Linked DNA regions of Macaca mulatta: region 2 is linked to region 1. The links are chromatin contacts, called in public Hi-C maps. All regions are on one chromosome and are shown on one strand. Each heading gives the region's core, a stretch centred on a gene start, on an enhancer-like site or on the middle of the called end of the contact. The rest is flanking DNA. Distances are from core to core; before and after follow the strand shown. Region 1 holds the start of AHSA2 (activator of HSP90 ATPase homolog 2). Region 2 holds the start of SANBR (SANT and BTB domain regulator of CSR).

Region 1 (3,603 bases), core at 1,071-3,570:
GCTACACACACAGTGCTATGTGCTATGGTGGTAGTGTGCTTGGGACACATGTGCATGCTGGTAGCTCAACAAATATTAAGAGAATTAAACTAAGGGATAGGCACCAAAATTATAAAAAGAAAATGGAATAGTGACTTCCTCAAAAGCAGACCCTTAGCAGCTCATGGGTCTACTGTGATGTGAAACTGGCATCCAACTCCTGATTCACTAGTGCATTGCTAATAAGAGTCAATCCTGGGCTGGGTGTGGTAGCTCATGCCTATAATCCCAGTACTTTGGGAGGCCAAGGCAGGCGGATCACCTGAGGTCAGGAGTTCAAGACCAGCCTCGCCGATATGGTGAAACCCTGTCTCTACTAAAAATACAAAACTTAGCTGGGCGTGGTGGCACGCGCCTGTAATTCCAGCTACTTGGGAAGCTGAGGAAGGAATTGCTTGAACCTGGGAGGCGGAGGCTGCAGTGAGCCGAGATCATGCCACTGCACTCCAGCCTGGGCAACAGAGCGAGACTCCGTCACACAAAAAAAGTCAATCCGTGCACCCTGGGTCCCTGATTAAATGCTTCTGTGATTGCCTTCCTCCTTCTTAGTCGCTCTTTGCAGGCCCCCTCTTCCCTGCCTGCCTCTTACCTGCTGATTTTTTCCAGAGTTATAGCCCAAGCCTCATTCCAGCCTCTTTCCATTCTAGTCTCTGAGGGTGCGGCTACTAACCAAGCTGCAAGTCCCAGTCGCTGAACAAAACGTTTTTCTCTGCTGCACCCCAGTGTCTGACGCACTCAGATTCCACTTCTGAACACCTCTCATCCCTGAATATTTGTCACCCCTTCTCCACCCTGACAAGTCCCCCTCCTTCCAGTTTCCATCTTACCCCATCCATTGTCCAAAAGTCCGTAAGAATGATTTTTTTTTTTTTTTTTTTTTTTTGGTGACGGAGTCTCGCTCTGTTTCCCAGGCTGGAGCGCAGTGGCGCGATCTCGGCTCCCGGGTTCACGCCATTCTCCTGTCTCGGCCTCCCGAGTAGGTGGGACTACAGGCGCCCGCCACCACGCCCGGCTAATTTTTTTGTATTTTTAGTAGAGACGGAGTTTCACGGTGTTAGACATGATAGTCTCCATCTCCTGACCTCGTGATCCGCTCGCCTTGGCCTTCCAAAGTGCTGGGATTACAGGCGTGAGCCACCGCGCCCGGCCAAGACTGATTTTTCTAGAACATATTTGACCGTGTCATTTCTCCATTTAGGTTGCCTCAGTGGTTGCCCATTGCCTGTACGACCAAGTGCAAGCTCCTTAGCAGGGGAAACGAGGCTTCTTATGATCAGGCAACCCCACCGCGCTGCTCCTTCATGTGACTCTGTTATAGCTGCTTTAGTTAAGTGTGAAAGGTGAAATCAAAACGTCTTTTTGTTTTGAGGTCAAAACGCCTTGAAGCAGTGTATTTACATGACTGTTGTAGCTTTCTGGAAGATAATGTTGGAACGTGGTAGCTCCGGTAGTCAAATAGAGAAAATGTCTGCACTCGTGAGCGTTATTTCGTGGACTACCGCAGGCAAAGGACAGGTCGGCACAGGGGAAGAGAACAGCCAGCTGCTTCCACCCTTTCACTGTCCTACCCATTTCTGTGCTAACTACCCATGTAGTTAGCAGAGAACACCCCAGTAACATTGTCCAAATAGTTCGGGCAAAGTTTTTGCTAGAAGCCGAAAATTCGTGAAAGGAATCAATACTCCAAGATAAAGTGCATCAGTTTGCAGTAATATGCGTTTGCAATCACATTCTTTGGTTCTCTCTAAAGGGCTGTTACGTGAATAAAACGGAAATACTCCTGCAGTAACATGGGACTAGTTGGAAAGGTGCTGGGAATACGGGAGGGCGAGAAACCGCGTCGCGGAGAAAGCCGCAGCGCAGCTACTGCGCGCGAACTCGCTCTCAAGCGAAAACCGCAAACGGTGTGACGGGGGCGCGTTGTGGCCCCAAAGGCCGGTCTCACAGCGACCTGGGCGTTCAAGGTCGTGTCCTCGAGGGCCAGGGAGCCTGCCGAGGCCACCGCACGACCATGTCGCGTCTGCACCGCCGGTTGGGCTCTCGGGTACCCGCTACTCAGAGCCCTGTTATCCGGCGCCGGGAACCACGAGCCAGCCAGCACCGCGGGTCCTGCAGCGGCCTCCGCCCTTCGCAGGCGGCCCAGGCAGCCCCGTCTCGCCCCAGCGTTAGGAGACGCGCAGCGGAACCCCGGCGGTCCTAGCCCCTCCCCGCCTCCGCATGCCCGTACGACCCGCCTCTCAGATCCCGGCCGGGGCTCCCGGGCGCGCCGCGGCGGGGCGGGGCCTTCTGGCAGTTTCTGGGCGCTGCGAACGCGCCGCTCCAGGGCTCGGCGGCCGGAAACGCCGGCTTCGGAGCCGCAGCGCCTTGGCCTTTCCGTGTTTTCCGTCCAGTCTGCTCCGCCATGGCCAAGTGGGGCCAGGGGGACCCGCGCTGGATCGTGGAGGAGCGGGAGGACGGGACCAACGTGAACAACTGGCATTGGTGCGGCCGGCGGGGTGGCGCGGCCGGCGGCGGCCTCCTTCCGGGATCTGGGGAGGGCCGGCCCGCGGGAGCTGAGACTGCGCTGGGGTCTGTGCGGGGCCGCAGGGTCGCGGGGGTGAGGGGACTAGGGGGCCACGCCCCTCCTCTGCTGCTGGACGCAGGTTTCGGCCTCCGCCTCGGTTCAGGAGCGTCCTTGGGTACGGAGACCGGCGAGGGCGGGTTGCAGCTGCCTCTTTTTGAAAGTTGGGTTGGGCCCCACGAGTGACTTCCGACAGACCTTTCCACTCCCTCCGTCTGTGGTCTTAGGGCCTTCCCTTCTCCTCCCGCCCCACTCCTCTGGATGTTTCGGGGAGTTAGAAGGGAGCTGGATTGAGAGAGTGTGTTAGGGGCGGGGGCGGGGGCATGGAACGTAGTGGAAAGAGCAGAAATTTGGATCTCAGTTCGCGCCCACCCCGCAGGCGTCCCCCGCCAGCCGGGCCTACTGTGAGTGAGACAAGCTCCCCTTACTTTGCGCGCCTCACCTGGCGCGTGGGGCGAGGTCGGCCGCCCTCTGCTGCAGAACCTCCGGAAGGGGTGTCCTCTGCCCTGTGCCCCTGGCCGGGGCTGTGGTCCCTCCAGGCCGTCAAGGGGATGCTGAGGCCGGTCCCCAGGGAGCATGACTTGGCTGGTCCGGAGGAGCCCTGAGGGCATGGGCAATCTTGGCTCACGCAATCTCCGCTTCCCGGGTCAAGCGAGTCTCCTGCCTCAGCCTCATGAGTAGCTGGGACTACAGGCGTGAACCACCACGCCAGTCTGATGTTTGTATTTTTAGTAGAGACGGGGTTTCACCATGTTGGTCAGGCTGGTCTCGAACTCCAGAGCTCGTGATCCGCCCGCCTCGGCCTCCCAAAGTGCTGGGATTACAGGCGTGAGCTACGGCGGCCGGCCAAGAACTGACTTTCTAGTGTCCTGGCCTTGGCCCGATGGACACGTCAGTCCTCTCACCTGGTTTCTGTCCCGTAAAGGGAGACAATTATTACTTGGGAAGATTACGTTAGACGATGTGTATGTGAAGAAACTTGATAGCTGGTATTGTCATGATTC
Region 2 (3,448 bases), core at 786-3,285, 120 kb before region 1:
CTTCGGAAGGTAATTCAGGGCCCAGTTTCCTTCTATATTATGCTCGACAGTCCCTTATGTGTTATTCTTTTTGTTGTCGTTTTGAGATGGAATCTCGCTCTGTGGCCCAGGCTGGAGTGCAGTGGCACCATCTCAGCTCACTGCAACCTCTGCCTCTCAGGTTCAAGCAATATTCCCCCCTCAGCCTCAGAGTAGCTGGTATTACAGGCGCCCGCCACCACGCCTGGCTAATATTTGTATTTTTAGTAGACACGAGGTTTCACCAGGCTGGTCTCGAACTCCTAACCTCAAGTGATCCTCCTTCCTTGACCTCCCAAAATTCTGGGATTACAGCACGAGCTACTATGCCCAGCCCCTTATGCATTATTCTTGTTTTCATGGTTGTAAAGTACCGCCATCACAACTGAGTACCAGCCTATGTAAAAGAAGAAAGAGGGGAAGTAGAGGGCAAGTAGATTCTCTTTAAGAATTTACCTGTCTGGGGCTGGGTGTGGTGGCTCACACCTGTAATCCTAGCACCTTGGGAGGCCGAGACGGGCGGATCACGAGGTCAGGAGATCGAGACCATCCTGGCTGACACGGTGAAACCCCGTCTCTACTAAAAAATACAAAAACTTAGCCGGGCGAGGTGGCGGGCGCCTGTAGTCCCAGCTACTCGGGAGGCTGAGGCGGGAGAATGGCGTAAACCCGGGAGGCGGAGCTTGCAGTGAGCTGAGATCTGGCCACTACACTCCAGCCTGGGCGACAGAGCGAGACTCCGTCTCAAAAAAAATAAATAAAATAAAATAAAATAAAATAAAATAAAATAAAAAAAAGAATTTACCTAACCTAACCTAATATCTTGTGATACAACATTTGCCTAACTTTAATTTTTTTTTTTGATAGGGTCTCACTCTGTTGCCCAGCTTGGAGTGCAGTGGTGCAAACAGCTCATTGTGGCCTTGACCTCCTAGGCTCAAACAATCCTCCCACTTCAGCCTCCTATGTAGCTGGGACCACAGGCATGTGCCACCATGCCCAGTTAACTCTAAAAAAACCTTTTTTTTTTTTTTTTTTTTTGTAGAGACAGGGTCTCACTTTATTGCCCAGGCTGTGCTCAAGCAATCCTCCCGTCTTGGTCTCCCTAAATGCTGGGATTATGGGATTACAGGTGTGAGCCACCGCACCCAGCCACTTTAATGTCTTTATGGAACAAAAATCGTAAAAGATCTGCAGAAAGTCACAGGATGATACAATTGGAAACAACTCCTGACATTCTGTACAGTGAACCACTTGATCTCTACTTAATCATGAGATCTCATAGTAATTATTCATTTGGATAAGGCTTTACTTTTTCTGTTCTTTCTAATCCTAATATTTAATTTTGGTTCTCAGAATAGACCAAGTGGAAATTAGATAGAAATATTGACATGTAGCAGTTACCCTACAATATTGAGCCGTTTGCATTTTACTAGATGCCCAACAGTAGTGTTCCTTACAATAACACACACACACACCCATACCCACACACACCTTATTAATGTATGAAAACCGAATTTGTAATCCAGAACTATTTACATTTTTAAAGAGCTACCTCCTGGTAAAGACACTTCAGGTCCTTACCCAAAGACCTTGGTCTAAAACATACTTTTGGTGTCCCTCATCATGCGATCTTCCCGCTCTACGTAAGCAGTGTACCAAATGATCTGCACCAAGAACAATTTCATCCATTCTTTAATCAAGGTTCTTTTATCTCCTGTATATCCCCCTTTCTTCTGGACTCAGGGTTGGTCACCTAAGATCAGGCTCCTAGGATCTGGTTGCTAGGAGACAAGACGCTGGGAGGGTGGGGACGCTACACTGCGACAAGCCTGGGAGTGAACGCCGGAGGAAGAAGGAGCAGGAGCAAGCAAGGCGAGGCGACAGTCAGCTGCCGCAGCCCGTCTGGCTCCCTCCCGCCCGGCAGGGCTCGGCGCTCATTGGCTCTGCCGCTGCGGCGTTGGCCCGCGATTGGCCGGGCGGCGTCGGCTCGGCGTCCCGCGGCCCGTCGGCTCTAGTCTCCGCAGCCGCCTGCAAGGGGCGGGGGCGGAGTGTGAGGCGCGGCGGACGGGGTTGCGGGCTCGGTAGCGGCGCTTCAGGGCGCGAGCGCGGGAGGTGCTGCTACTGCAGGTAACAGAGGCGCTGCGAGGGCAGCCGCGGCCCTGTGGAGGTGAGTGAGACGCCTAGGGGGCTCGGGTGGCCACCGCGGGGAGGGAAGTGCAGCATGGGGCGGTACCGCTCACAGCCAGCCGGCTCCCGCCGCGGCTTCCCACCCCCGGCGGCCCGGGCGGGGGTCCCACTCGCCCAAACGCCCCCGAACGCCCCCGTGGACAGCCCTCAGCCGGCCGCTCCCCGAGCAGCCCGCCGGCCTGTGTCCAGTCACCCGCCCGGTCCATGTCCCTGCAGACCGTCCCGCCCTCGCACAGCGGCGGGAACCCCAGTCTGCGCTCCCGGCCGCGCCCCGGGCCTCTGCCTCGCCTCGCCCCGCGGTCTGGAGTCTTTGTTTGCTCTGCGCCCCTGGAGTTTCTGTGCCTCCACGGGCATGAGCGGGGCGCGAAGGTCTGGGGGTGCCCCGAGGACGCGCCGCGCAGTGAGCCTCCGGGCCCAAGGTTTGAAGGGGTTTGACCTCATCCCGGGTCTGGGATGTGATTTTATTTTCTCCTCCAGCTGCCTCCGATCTCTTGTGTGTGCAGAAGTCAGGAAGCCTGGGTACAAGGCTTCTTCCCGGTCCGGGATGACTCGGTGTTACCGCCGCCTTCTGTTAGGCCAGAGGCCTTTGACCTGCCTGCCTGCCTGCCCCACGGGGTCCCCTCTCTTCCCATCTTTCCACTGCCTAAGGAAAAACGTCTCTGTCTCCAAGAGCTTTTTTTTCTATTTGAAATAAGAAAAAAAAATATCAGATTCCTGTTGTACACCTCTAAGTGACTTAGACTAGTCTTATTAATACGTATATATTAAATATATAAACCAAGAGAAGGGGGTGGGGGATGGGAGGGGAAGTGTGTTCCTAAAAAGTGAAGTCTGTTAAACAAATTGGATTTTTATTTTTGGTAAATAACGTATTTTACCTTAAATATTCAAGATTTTGGTATTTTATGAATGGGAGTGGATTTCATAGTAATTTGAACTTTGAACTTTTTCTTGTCACTGTTTTTGATAAATTTATAATTTCCAGAATGAGGTGCACTATGACAGCTATTTAGAGATAATTTATGTTTTATTAAGGATTATCCATCAGTGCTATGCCTTTTATACTTAAATTCAGACTCTGATTTCTTGGACAATCATTTAACTAGAATTAATGCTGGGGAGTCTTCCCTTGCCCAGTATAGTTGTATAACAACTGTACAGTTGGTCAACAGAAAAACTTTTTTTCACATTTGGATGATTTAAAGTACTGTTAAACATGTATAGCATAAATGAGTATCAC

The links. A called contact is a pair of places that touch in the nucleus more often than the background predicts.
Region 2: a contact with region 1 is called in a Hi-C map of fetal cortex germinal zone, with 4 times the contacts expected there. The contact joins the promoter of SANBR here to the promoter of AHSA2 in region 1. A contact is called at or near these places in 3 of 14 Hi-C or Micro-C datasets (CD4 T cells, fetal cortex germinal zone and liver).

The regions. Positions count from the first base shown.
Region 1 is chr13:63,588,974-63,592,576 of T2T-MMU8v2.0, reverse strand. It overlaps AHSA2 (activator of HSP90 ATPase homolog 2), which reads left to right and starts at 2,320. Exons shown (of 9, transcript XM_077959507.1): 1 at 2,320-2,607. The coding sequence starts at 2,441. It overlaps LOC144333767 (a long non-coding RNA gene), which reads right to left and starts at 1,005. Exons shown (of 2, transcript XR_013402768.1): 1 at 867-1,005.
Region 2 is chr13:63,703,848-63,707,295 of T2T-MMU8v2.0, reverse strand. SANBR (SANT and BTB domain regulator of CSR) reads left to right here and starts at 2,035. Exons shown (of 21, transcript XR_013402769.1): 1 at 2,035-2,188.